Regions from separate parts of the Zea mays genome. Here region 2 is linked to region 1. Evidence: chromatin contacts called from public Hi-C data. All regions are on one chromosome and are shown on one strand. Each heading gives the region's core, a stretch centred on a gene start, on an enhancer-like site or on the middle of the called end of the contact. The rest is flanking DNA. Distances are from core to core; before and after follow the strand shown.

Region 1 (5,237 bases), core at 2,605-5,104:
TAATACTAAACCATGCAGTATAATACAGTTAGTCTTAGTCCATATGAGATTAGTGGTGCTCTTTTAAACAGAAAATTCCCTGCAGATTAAAGATTTGGTAAAGATACAATAACTGCAGAGGAAAGGTGGTACGCAATGACAACACCTTTCAGTTTAGTAATAATATAAGCAAACACCGTGGTGCCAAAAAAAGAAACATATGGTTTTAAATCTGTTCCTTTTATTTCAATTATTCATTGCATATATGCAGATGCAATTGGAGGACTCCATCTGGACATGATTATGCATGTCGTAGTGTGGTGATCCTATAAGAAGCATGACTATTGATTGTAATTCATAAACAGTTAACATGAATGTCTCTCCTTTTTTCCCAATTTATAGCCAATGCCGCACAAATTAGAAGGGATGTGCTCACACTGCAGATCTCAATACATTCAAATCCATTATAGTAATCCATAGTTTTCTGCTACAATTCATGTGAAAATTTTGTGAGCAAATAAGCATGCAGCCAATCCTCAGACAGGTAACTGAGGAAGGACACCTTTGGTGTTTAGCAGAAGCTCGGAGTTTGGTGCAACCTGAGGTTGCTGCCACTTAAGGTCATTTAGCTAGCTTTGGTCGGGTTTATCTTCTATATCTGCCGAGTATGTAACCTGAAGTTTGTCTAGTGTGTGGGGTTATTGTAAATATTTAAATTTTCGTCTTAAAGCAATATACACAGTTCTCCAGCATATTTGAGAAAGAAAAAAAAATATTCACCAACAAACCGTCACATGCTTCTTCCTAAACAAATTCTTCTAGTGAGAGGTGGTCAGGTGATCCTTCAAAAAAAAAGTTAAAAATATTAAAACACAGAAAGGGTGGAGATTATTCCAAGTGGATGGATACTGAAAGAGCTAATTTTGTCTTATTATGAGTCACAGATCTAACTAAAATCTGCTACATCTGTAGTCTTTACTATGTCCATAGCCCTGTACTACAGCTTGGGTCTCAAGGTTCAACATTCTCATGAGCATATATGTTGATGAATTTGAAGGATCATATTCGCACTAGCAGATCATCATCCGCCCCTCTAGGTACATATCCGAATGCTGCATGGTTCATTACTCTATCACAGGAGAACAGTGATGATTGGCATCCACACTCAACCTAACTGAGGTCAAGCCACCGAGTGGTAAATCCAAATCTTCAACTTGATTTGCACTAGGAAAACAAATTGAAATTGAAAATGAGAACATACTCTTGTAGGCCTTGGCAAAGAATGACAATATGCATCAGCACTGTATCATTTTTAGAAGTACACGTGTGTATACTCATGTGAGGTGTCAGGTGTATATGAGGCAAGTTCAATTTGTGTTTGGATAGGGCATTTGGAAATGCATATAACCAAATCCCTTTACAAATTATTGTTAGCACCAACATCCTAATCAAGTAACAAATGTCCAGGCCATCTCTTCTACCTCCCATGATGCAGTAATTTCGGCAGTATCAATCTGCTCTGCATCCCTATCAACCATAGCCTCACTATGACTAAAAAATCCTGCATATTTAGTCATCATAAGAACAGACTACTCTGACCCTTCCTGTAGTCTTCCTTATTAGTCTCATTCTGCATCCTTACCACAGACGCTGTTGATCCACAACAGATGTCCATTTTATAACTAGGAAAAGACCAGATTCTCCTTTACAAAGTTATCATCAACTTCCATCTTTCATAAAAGACTACATACTATATGTTCACACATAGGTGATATATCATTTCACAAAAAACAATAAGGAAACTAACACATAGAGACCATTGATCAATCATAATAGCAATAAACATCATACAGAGTGTCATAAAGAAAAAGTGCACCTGTTAATAAAATACAGGTTGCGTTGATTCAAATTGAACTTTGAAATCATAAAAAAAATTAGAAACACCACAGAAAGAATTGAACATTAACTGGATAACAACTTACCATCTTTAGATTGCTCTGACCCCTCTTTATCAGATTGTTTACCTAACCTATATTTCTGATCACATGAGAAACATTTAGAACCAGTTGTTTTTAAGACTTTTGAGGAACATGTGAGCATGATGAAGTACCTGAAGATGACTCTTCAAGTGGAAAAGAGTAAGACCCTTGACACCCATCGTCCTTAAGATAGTTTTTGGTGTTGCTTCTGCAAAATTATTCATTCATTAAAAATATTTTCAAAACACAAGAAACAAGAATTTAGATTAGTGTGCTCTCCTAGTTCCGTGATAGCAAATGACTAATTGCATACTACCATTTGGAGGGACAATTTGACATCCAAATGGACCCGGTGGCAGTGGTGACTGCTCTGCCCCAGTTCACACAAAAAATAACGGTGGAACACCAAAACGACAAGGAAACATATACTTCCTTTGTTTTGAATGTTTGACATTATAGCTGAATTTCCAGGATATTTGGCGCCAAAAATGAATCTATATAAAAAATTACAGAAATAAAATGCTTGAAACCTAAAATTTGAACAATAAAAAACTATATAGAGTGCAAATATGCAAGAGCCAAGCTTGTGTATAATAAGCAATCCCTTCGTTCTAAATTATAAGTTGTTCTGGTTTTTCTAGATGCATAGCAAAAGCCATGCATTGAGATAAACTGTATGTCTAGATGCATAGCAAAGCTATGTACCTAAAAACTAAAAAAACTAGAATGACTTATAATTTGAAGAGAGGAGTATCTCAGAGAAAACATTATACACTTCTTGCTAGCCCCAACAGATCAATTTCCAGCAGCCAACATTACTGTTGGCGCCGAAATCCGGAAAGCCGACCGTCCGCGTCACCACCGCGGGCCGTCCTGCCCGGGGCGGACAGTCCGCATGTCACATTTTGCGTTCAACAATTACGTTAAAAAATCCACACTAATCAACCTTCATCAATACAGGTCACCATAACATAATGACCGGACACGATGAACATGACCCATCTTCTCTGCATGCAGCAGAAACACAGGCCACATCTCTCAATATGTTCCATAGCAAGAAAGCAGATAAACTTCATTCATGCACGCCCCAAATACCATGTTACCTCGGGCACGCTAGATCTGACATCGGAAGCGCAAATGCACGGCGCACTTATCCAAACGACTTGCGTTTAGCTCGAGCCTAAATTCCAGGATTTGTACACTAACGATCAAAACTTTCCGACGGTTTCAGCGCAAGCATCCTCAATCCGGAACGGAACCTCGCGCGCGCCACGAAATCTCGGCTACCGAGAGACCAAGGAAGACACCCAATGGATGCACTAACCAACAAGGCAACAAGCACGCAATGCTCTCTATTCCAATGCCAAAACCAAGGACCGCCAAAGTTGCGAGATTGGAGAGGGAGGAGAGGGTAGCTCACTCTCGGGTCCGCCGAGCTGGGCCACGGCGTCGACGAAACGCTCGTGGAGGTCGGCCGTCCACCGTAGCCTGGGCTTGGGGTCCGCCGTCAGTACAAGGCTCGGCCCACCGGGGCCGGAGCGCGGTGGCCCATCGCCGGGAGCGGTAGCGTCAGGGCGGTGGTGGATCAGGCCAGGCGGGAACATCTGCTCCTCCTGCCGCCCCCCGCGAGGACAGAGAGGGTCCTTCTCCTTCCCTCAAAAGCGAAGGATGCAATCCGAGGAAAAGTCCTTCGGCTTTCTCTCTCCCCTTTCTTGCTGGTTCTTGCTTCTGCTGCTGCCGCTTTCCACTGGCAGCGATTCCTCCAACTTCTTCAGCCCTGCTCTCTCTCTCTCTCTCTCTCTCTCTCTCTCTCGCTCGCTCGCTCTCGATCGAATTGTGTTTAGTAGCTCTCTGGTGGCGCAAGCTGCAAGGCTCCCATTTCATTATTGCCGTAATGATATTTGTTAGTGCAAAGCAATGTCCTTTTCTGACACCGTCATTGAAAAATTACATCTGACTTGATAAACACTGCATCTGGTTAGTCAGTAGAGCCATCATCGTCCCAGAGACATATAACAGCCCACCTCTTAAAAATCCTTTCTTAATCTTGATTGATTGGTGTAGAATGAAATCCTGAGCTGTTGGTGACTGCACAATCATTGGAGCATGGAAATTTCATCGCCCTTTTGCTTTTTGTACTTGCGCTTCTCACTCCTCTGTCCTCTTGCTCTCGCTCGTCACTCTCCTGTCTGTTTGGTGCGGCCAAATTGGCAATTGGGCTGACACAATAATAATTAATTAATCAGATCTTGCTTGCTGAAAATATAAAATGGAGTGGACGGCGGCACAGGTGACCGCTCAACCTGAACAGAGACTGATTGGTGCCTCCTCTCCAATTGTTTAGGCATTTTCATTCTGCTCTTTTGCTGTGTTCCTTGCTTGCAAAATATTGTCTTGCACGTTCATGTCTAGATCCAGACGTCATCACCTTTCCGGATAAGAAACTATTGATGTTATTAAAATACAGCTCAGATTACTAGTACTTCGATCAATTGATTAGTCTATCTTCAGCAATTTATTTATCCATATACTAATACTCAAACTTCACTCTGTGAATAGTGCAGTCTACAGTGTGAAACAATGTTTTAGATGATCATATAGATAAACTGTTGGACACGGTATTATAATGTTGGACCAGATTCAATTTTCGCAAGGGCTAGAAAGAACCTGATGTTGGCCCAAAATAGTTCACTCCAAAGCCTAAAAACTTTTCACTCCTTCCATTCACCTCTCCTTGTCCCCTCACATTTAAATGATAAAAGACTAAAATTACATACAAATGAGGATTCGAACAATGGTTATTGACTCTAAAGCCATATTCACACCCACCTAGACAACATAATATGTATGTATTGTGACTTTGTGTTTTATATTCTATACTCTATCATAAATAGAAACAGTAACAACGTGCAGTGTCTAGATAATGTTTATTTTTTAATCAAATATTGAAATATAACATTTTATTTGTGAAATGGAAAGTGCCTAATAGCTTTGCAGTTACTAGTAATAAACAAGGACAACTTAGTGGTGACAAAAGTATTATGATAAATATTGACATGCAAAACGACATTGTGGCAAGGACAAAAATATCCAATTTAGGGATTGTTTGGTTAAGAGTGGATTAAAGGGATTGGAAGGGAATAAATCTCCCCTCTTCAATTTTGAATAGAAAGAGATTTAATCCTCCTCAATCCTCTCTAATCCCACTTAGAGATGGCAATGGAGACCCGATCCCCGATTCCCCGTAGGGAATTCCTCTATTAGGGGATGGGGATGGAA
Region 2 (5,534 bases), core at 2,006-4,505, 320 kb before region 1:
ATCTGACGCAGAGGCGAGAGTTCCCTAGGCTGACGCTGGACGGTCCGCACCCTGGGGGCCGGATGGTCCACGTGTGCATAGGGGCCGCGACGTTCTCCTACAGCACCTGGATCTCGCTCCCGGAAGTGACCCCATCAGGGAGGAGAGATCCTAGGGTTTGTCATGGGATCGGCAGGCCACCCAAGATGCCTCTATACGACGTAGAGCCAGAGAGAGGTGAACATTAGAGAGAAGAAGCTATGTTATTGTCTACTTCTAGGGCAAAAAGTAAAGAACAGAAGGTATATTGATTATAGTTCAATTGTTGGTGATTGCAATTGGTCATACCCCTTAATATATATAAGGGAAGAAAGTCTTGACCCGTTCCTTGGCGTCTCCCAACAGCAGCCGCGGATTTAGAGAGATAAATACACGTGAAAAGGGATTAGTTATGCCTGATCCGATCTAATCGCGGACTGTTCGGTCCTCAGGGGCGGACTGTCCGGCCGTGCCCAGTGCCACAAATGGTGCTTAACAGAATGAGAGACCCAATTCTCGGGAATTGGATTATAACTATAAACTCCCTCTCCCAATTCAGAGTGTCACCTCTCTGTATTGCGTGGAATTAGCCGTACAATTCTAAGCTCTAATTCAACGACATTCAAACAATAAAATTTAAATTACATCTCATTCCAATATCTTGGCTAAATTAATACTGAACTCAATTCAAGTCCATTCCTCTAATATGGACATCCAAACGGAGCATAAGAGGATTTGCTTGGACCCGTAGTCTTATCTTATCTCTTCTCAATAAGTAATGATGTCACCGAACAAAACAATAAAAATCAAGAAAAACGCGAGAAAAAGAAAGGACTCTATTCATTTTAGTGGGTTTTAACTTTTAGAGTTAAAATATCTCAAACCTAACTAATTCGTAAACAAAGTTAAGAAAATAAGAACATTAATTTGATATATTATGAAATATAATTAATAAAGAGTATAATAATATTTATTTTGTATTGTAAATACTATTATTCTATTGTATAGATTTCGTTAGATTTTAAATATTTGATTTATAAAATTAATTAGGCGTCTTATAAAAATATATGTAATAAATAGTCATAAAGTATTTAATTATTATAAATATTATTTTTATTATATAAATTAAGTTAAACTTTATGTTTTGATTTATAGAAAGACTCGTAATTTCTACGGAGTGAGGAGGATAGTACTACGAGAAGAAGACATCAGCGGCCGCAGGCTTCCAACATCTCCCGCCGCGCCGGCCACTCGCCTTCTCCTTCCTCAGTTCCTCCTCGTCAATCCGTCCATCGCATAGGAGATAATTGCCATTATGGACGAAGAGAGGAGGGGATTCGACGAAATGAAGGCGTTGGCGTTGGCTTCTCTGTTCTGGAGACGCAGGCGACAGCCAAACTCCAAAACGGAAAGGAGACAGCGCTTGGAACTACGTTAACAGGTATTAGTTTCCTCTCTCCGTTTACCGTTCGCCTACGCAGACGCCGTCTGGCGCACTCGTCTGTACACCGTCTCTTCTCCTCGCCATCACTCTGGCACACCCGAACTCTCGCTGTGGAGAAGAAGGAGCAGAGCGCCCTGGTTCCTTTAACTTCACGCGCGATCCTTCTTCCTTCATCCCTGCCGCGCCCTGGTCTTCATCTCTCCAGCGCGCTCTGCTCCTTCTTCTCCACAGCGTTGTGGCTCCCAGCTTCTCCCTGGCTCGCCGCTCGCCCAGCTCCTTCCTAGCTTCTCTAGCCGCGCCCCTCAGCTCTCCTCTCTGGTCTCCAACGCCCAGCGCCGCGCCTGCTCCAGCCATGGTTGCCGCGCTCCCAGCTCAGAATTCCCCTGTCGTGCAGCTCGCGGTGCCCTAGATCTCCGGCCACCGTGCCTGCTCCCTTGAGCTCGCCCCTGGTTCGGCTCTGCGCCTCCCTGCTGGCCGCAGCATCTGAGTCCCCTGGCCATCGCATCTTCCATGTCTAACTACATCAAGAACACAAATAACTATAAAAAGACCTCTCGGAATTCATTTTTACAGGAAGGGTATTCAGTTAACCATATGGTATCACCTCAGAGGGCTGAAGAAAGCACACTGAGAGGTTACTCCAATCTTTCTACATTAGAAACAAGACAGCAAAAGGTTATTCAACCTGCTGATGTTCAGAGCATTGCAGGCAATGAAAATCCTAAGCGTGAGGATGGACTAGATGGTGCATGTGCTCAGAAAAGGTTCTTTCTCAAAGCTTCTTTCACAAAATCTGAATGCTCAAAGCTTCTTTCTCCAATTAGGTGGATACTGAAGAGAGAGTACTTGACCTCGTGCATTGAGGCCGGCAAGTTCGTGGACGAAGAACCGTTTGAATGGTTCGGCACAGGCTTCAACGATGGACGAACAATCAGTTTCGACGCTCCCAGGAAATGGCGAAACATAAGGCAGCAGATGGGCCATGGCGCCTTCTACGGAATGCAGATCGTTGCCTACGGACAGTTCATATTACCAACTCTGGTAATAGTTCTTTGCTTATAGTCAACCAGCTCTTTTGACAACAGGCTTGTAGTGTGGCTGTGGAAACTAGTGATGCACGAGCACGACGCCTATTGTCTTGTACTTTGGGGTTTGATTATGTTCCGTGTTTTTCTAAATTTTAAAGTTCCTCTTTCTTTGCAGGACACAGTAAAGCGTGCAGTAAAGGCCGGCAATGGCGCCGTTTTAGCAACATCGCCGCCATACACCCGGTTCCTAGACTCTGGAGTCGACTTCGCCGTGGTATCAGAGAGCATATCACGAACAGACGCGTGGGTCCAGGAATTCATCAGCCACGGCCCACGGCATTCCCTGTGTCAGCGCCGATTACCTGGTCGAGTACGTGTGCAAGCCGGGCCAGCCCCTGGACCGGCACGTTCTCTTCGAGACGAACTGCGTGGCCAGCATGTCCCTGGAGAAACTCACGAAGAAGCAGCTAGAGATGGCAACGGCGGAGAAGTCGGAACCGTCGGAAGACGACGATCCAGAGGACCTGAGCTGCTCGGCGTGCGGCCGCAGGGACCGGGGAGACGTGATGCTGATCTGCGGCGACGAGGCCGGCGGCGGGATCGGCATGCACATCGACTGCTGCGACCCTCCCCTGGACGCCGTCCCCGACGACGACTGGATGTGCCCCAGGTGCGCCGTGCCGGAGCCCGAGACTCAGATGCTGCGGCCAGCAGGGAGGCGCAGAGCCGAACCAGGGGCGAGCTCAAGGGAGCAGGCACGGTGGCCGGAGATCTAGGGGCTCAAGGGAGCTCAAGGGCGCAGAGCCGAACCAGGGGCGAGCTCAAGACGAGTGCGCCAGACGGCGTCTGCGTAGGCGAACGGTAAACGGAGAGAGGAAACTAATACCTGTTAACGTAGTTCCAAGCGCTGTCTCCTTTTCGTTTTGGAGTTTGGCTGTCGCCTGCGTCTCCAGAACAGAGAAGCCAACGCCAACGCCTCCATTTCGTCGAATCCCCTCCTCTCTTCGTCCATAATGGCAATTATCTCATCGCATAGCGGCATAGCGTCCCCACAGTCCCAAGGAATCGGTGGAATCCAACAAGTCCAACCGCCGTCTCATCTCTCTGCTTCCCGGAACCTGAGTCCGAGAAGAGCCCGTTCGACATGGACACGGAGCCGCTGCTGCCGGCGCACCTCCTCCACTCGCTGCCGGAGCACTCGGAGGTGTTCCACTTCTCCCCGCCGCCATCCCCTTCCTGCCCATCACCGGCCTCCTCCTACAAGGACCGCATCATCTTCGGCGCCCACCCGCCACCGCCTCAGCCGCCGCCGCCCCCTCCGCTTCCCCCGTCGCACTCGCACCGCGCGCACCGCCGCCGCAGCTCCGTGGACGGCCTCTACGATTTTGACCTGCCTTCCTGCTCCTCGTCCCCGCCCTCGCCACCGTCGGACCCCGAGGACCCTTCCTCCGCCGCCGCTGCCGGCGCGTCCTCTCTCTTCGAATTCATCGCCAACGCCGCAAGCGCCCGCACCAACCTCCACCGCTCCCGCACCGCCCCAGCCATGGCGCCGCTCAGCGCCGTGACGCTCGCGGCCGCAGCCGCTGCCGGGGACCAGGCTCCCGCGCCGCCCGAGCGCCCCTCCATCGTGCTGCACACCTTCCTCTTCCTGCTCGCCTACCTCGCCCTCGGCGTGACCTTCTACGCCGCCGCGCCCGCCAATTTCAGCTCCTCCGCGGGACCCACGCACCCCGTCGCCGACGCGCTCTACTTCTGCATCGTCACGCTCTGTACCATCGGATACGGTGACATCACGCCCGCCACCCCCGCCGCCAAGCTCTTCTCCATCTCCTTCGTCCTCATCGGCTTCGGCTTCGTTGACATCCTCCTCTCCGGGATGGTCTCCTATGTGCTCGACCTACAGGAGCATCTCCTCATCACCGCGCTCAAGAACCCAACCTCTGCGCGCAAGCACCGCCACAACTACATCTTTGACGTCAAGAAGGGCAGGATGCGCATCCGTATGAAGGTGGCGCTCGCGCTGGGCGTCGTGGCTGTTTGCGTGGGTGTCGGGGCTGCAGTTCTCAGGAGGGTGGAGAGCCTGGGGTGGCTCGACGCCGTCTATCTTGCCGTGATGTCGGTGACCACAGTTGGTTATGGGGACCAGGCGTTCCGGACACTGGCTGGGCGCCTTTTTGCATCCGCTTGGCTGCTCGTGTCCACCCTGGCTGTGGCAAGGGCATTCCTCTACTTGGCAGAGATGAGGATTGACAAGAGGCACCGAGCCATGGCCAACTGGGTGCTGTCCAGAGACATGACCGTGTCTGAATTTCTTGCTGCAGACATTGACAACAATGGATATGTCACGTAAGTCCATGAGGCCTTGGTTCACATTTCTTTGCTTTCATTCACTAGTTAGCATGATTATGTCCAAATGATTTCTTATTTTTATGCTGAGGAAACATTATTCATCCATTGATATGCTATGCAAACGGGTGGCTTCAAGCTGATTATCCTCCAGAGAGCCTTTTTGGTAATGGTCCACAAATAGCAGGCATCTTGTTTCACAATTGAGGTCACCTCTTAGACAGTATGGAACTATCAACCTATAAATCGGGCAAAGTAAGGGCCTGTTTGGTTCGTGGCTAACTACGCCACACTTTGTCTAAGGTTAGTCGTTCAAATTGAAGAACTTAACCTTAGGCAGAAAAGTTAGGCAATGTGTGGCAAGTTAGGCAGGGAACCAAACATGCCTTAAATATTCAAAACACTCAAGTTCCAGCAATCATATATCACTAGCATTGGTTGTTCACTAGGTCTGTCATTATTGGTCTCAAGGTTCATTATTCACTTATTTGGTTGCAACTGATCTATAAGATTCGATGGAGATTCCGTGAATCCTAATGTGTGAGGCAGCAATACAAGGGGTCTTTGCTTCCTAAATCAATTCATTGATATACAAGATTACATCATAATGGAGTTTCACAAAAGAATATGACCAATCTATGCCTTTTGCTGCTAGTATGTTACATATCCTTTTTATCGTTGGTTTCTCCTGATGTTCC

The links. A called contact is a pair of places that touch in the nucleus more often than the background predicts.
Region 2: a contact with region 1 is called in a Hi-C map of ear, with 2.8 times the contacts expected there. The contact joins the promoter of LOC103632543 here to the promoter of LOC100282824 in region 1. A contact is called at or near these places in 2 of 25 Hi-C or Micro-C datasets (ear and leaf).

What each region holds. Positions count from the first base shown.
Region 1 is chr7:87,484,253-87,489,489 of Zm-B73-REFERENCE-NAM-5.0, reverse strand. LOC100282824 (myb family transcription factor-related protein) reads right to left here and starts at 3,854. Exons shown (of 6, transcript NM_001412424.1): 1 at 3,379-3,854; 2 at 2,090-2,166; 3 at 1,962-2,016. The coding sequence starts at 3,562.
Region 2 is chr7:87,808,250-87,813,783 of Zm-B73-REFERENCE-NAM-5.0, reverse strand. LOC103632543 (two pore potassium channel c) reads left to right here and starts at 3,255. Exons shown (of 2, transcript XM_020541264.3): 1 at 3,255-4,836. The coding sequence starts at 3,635.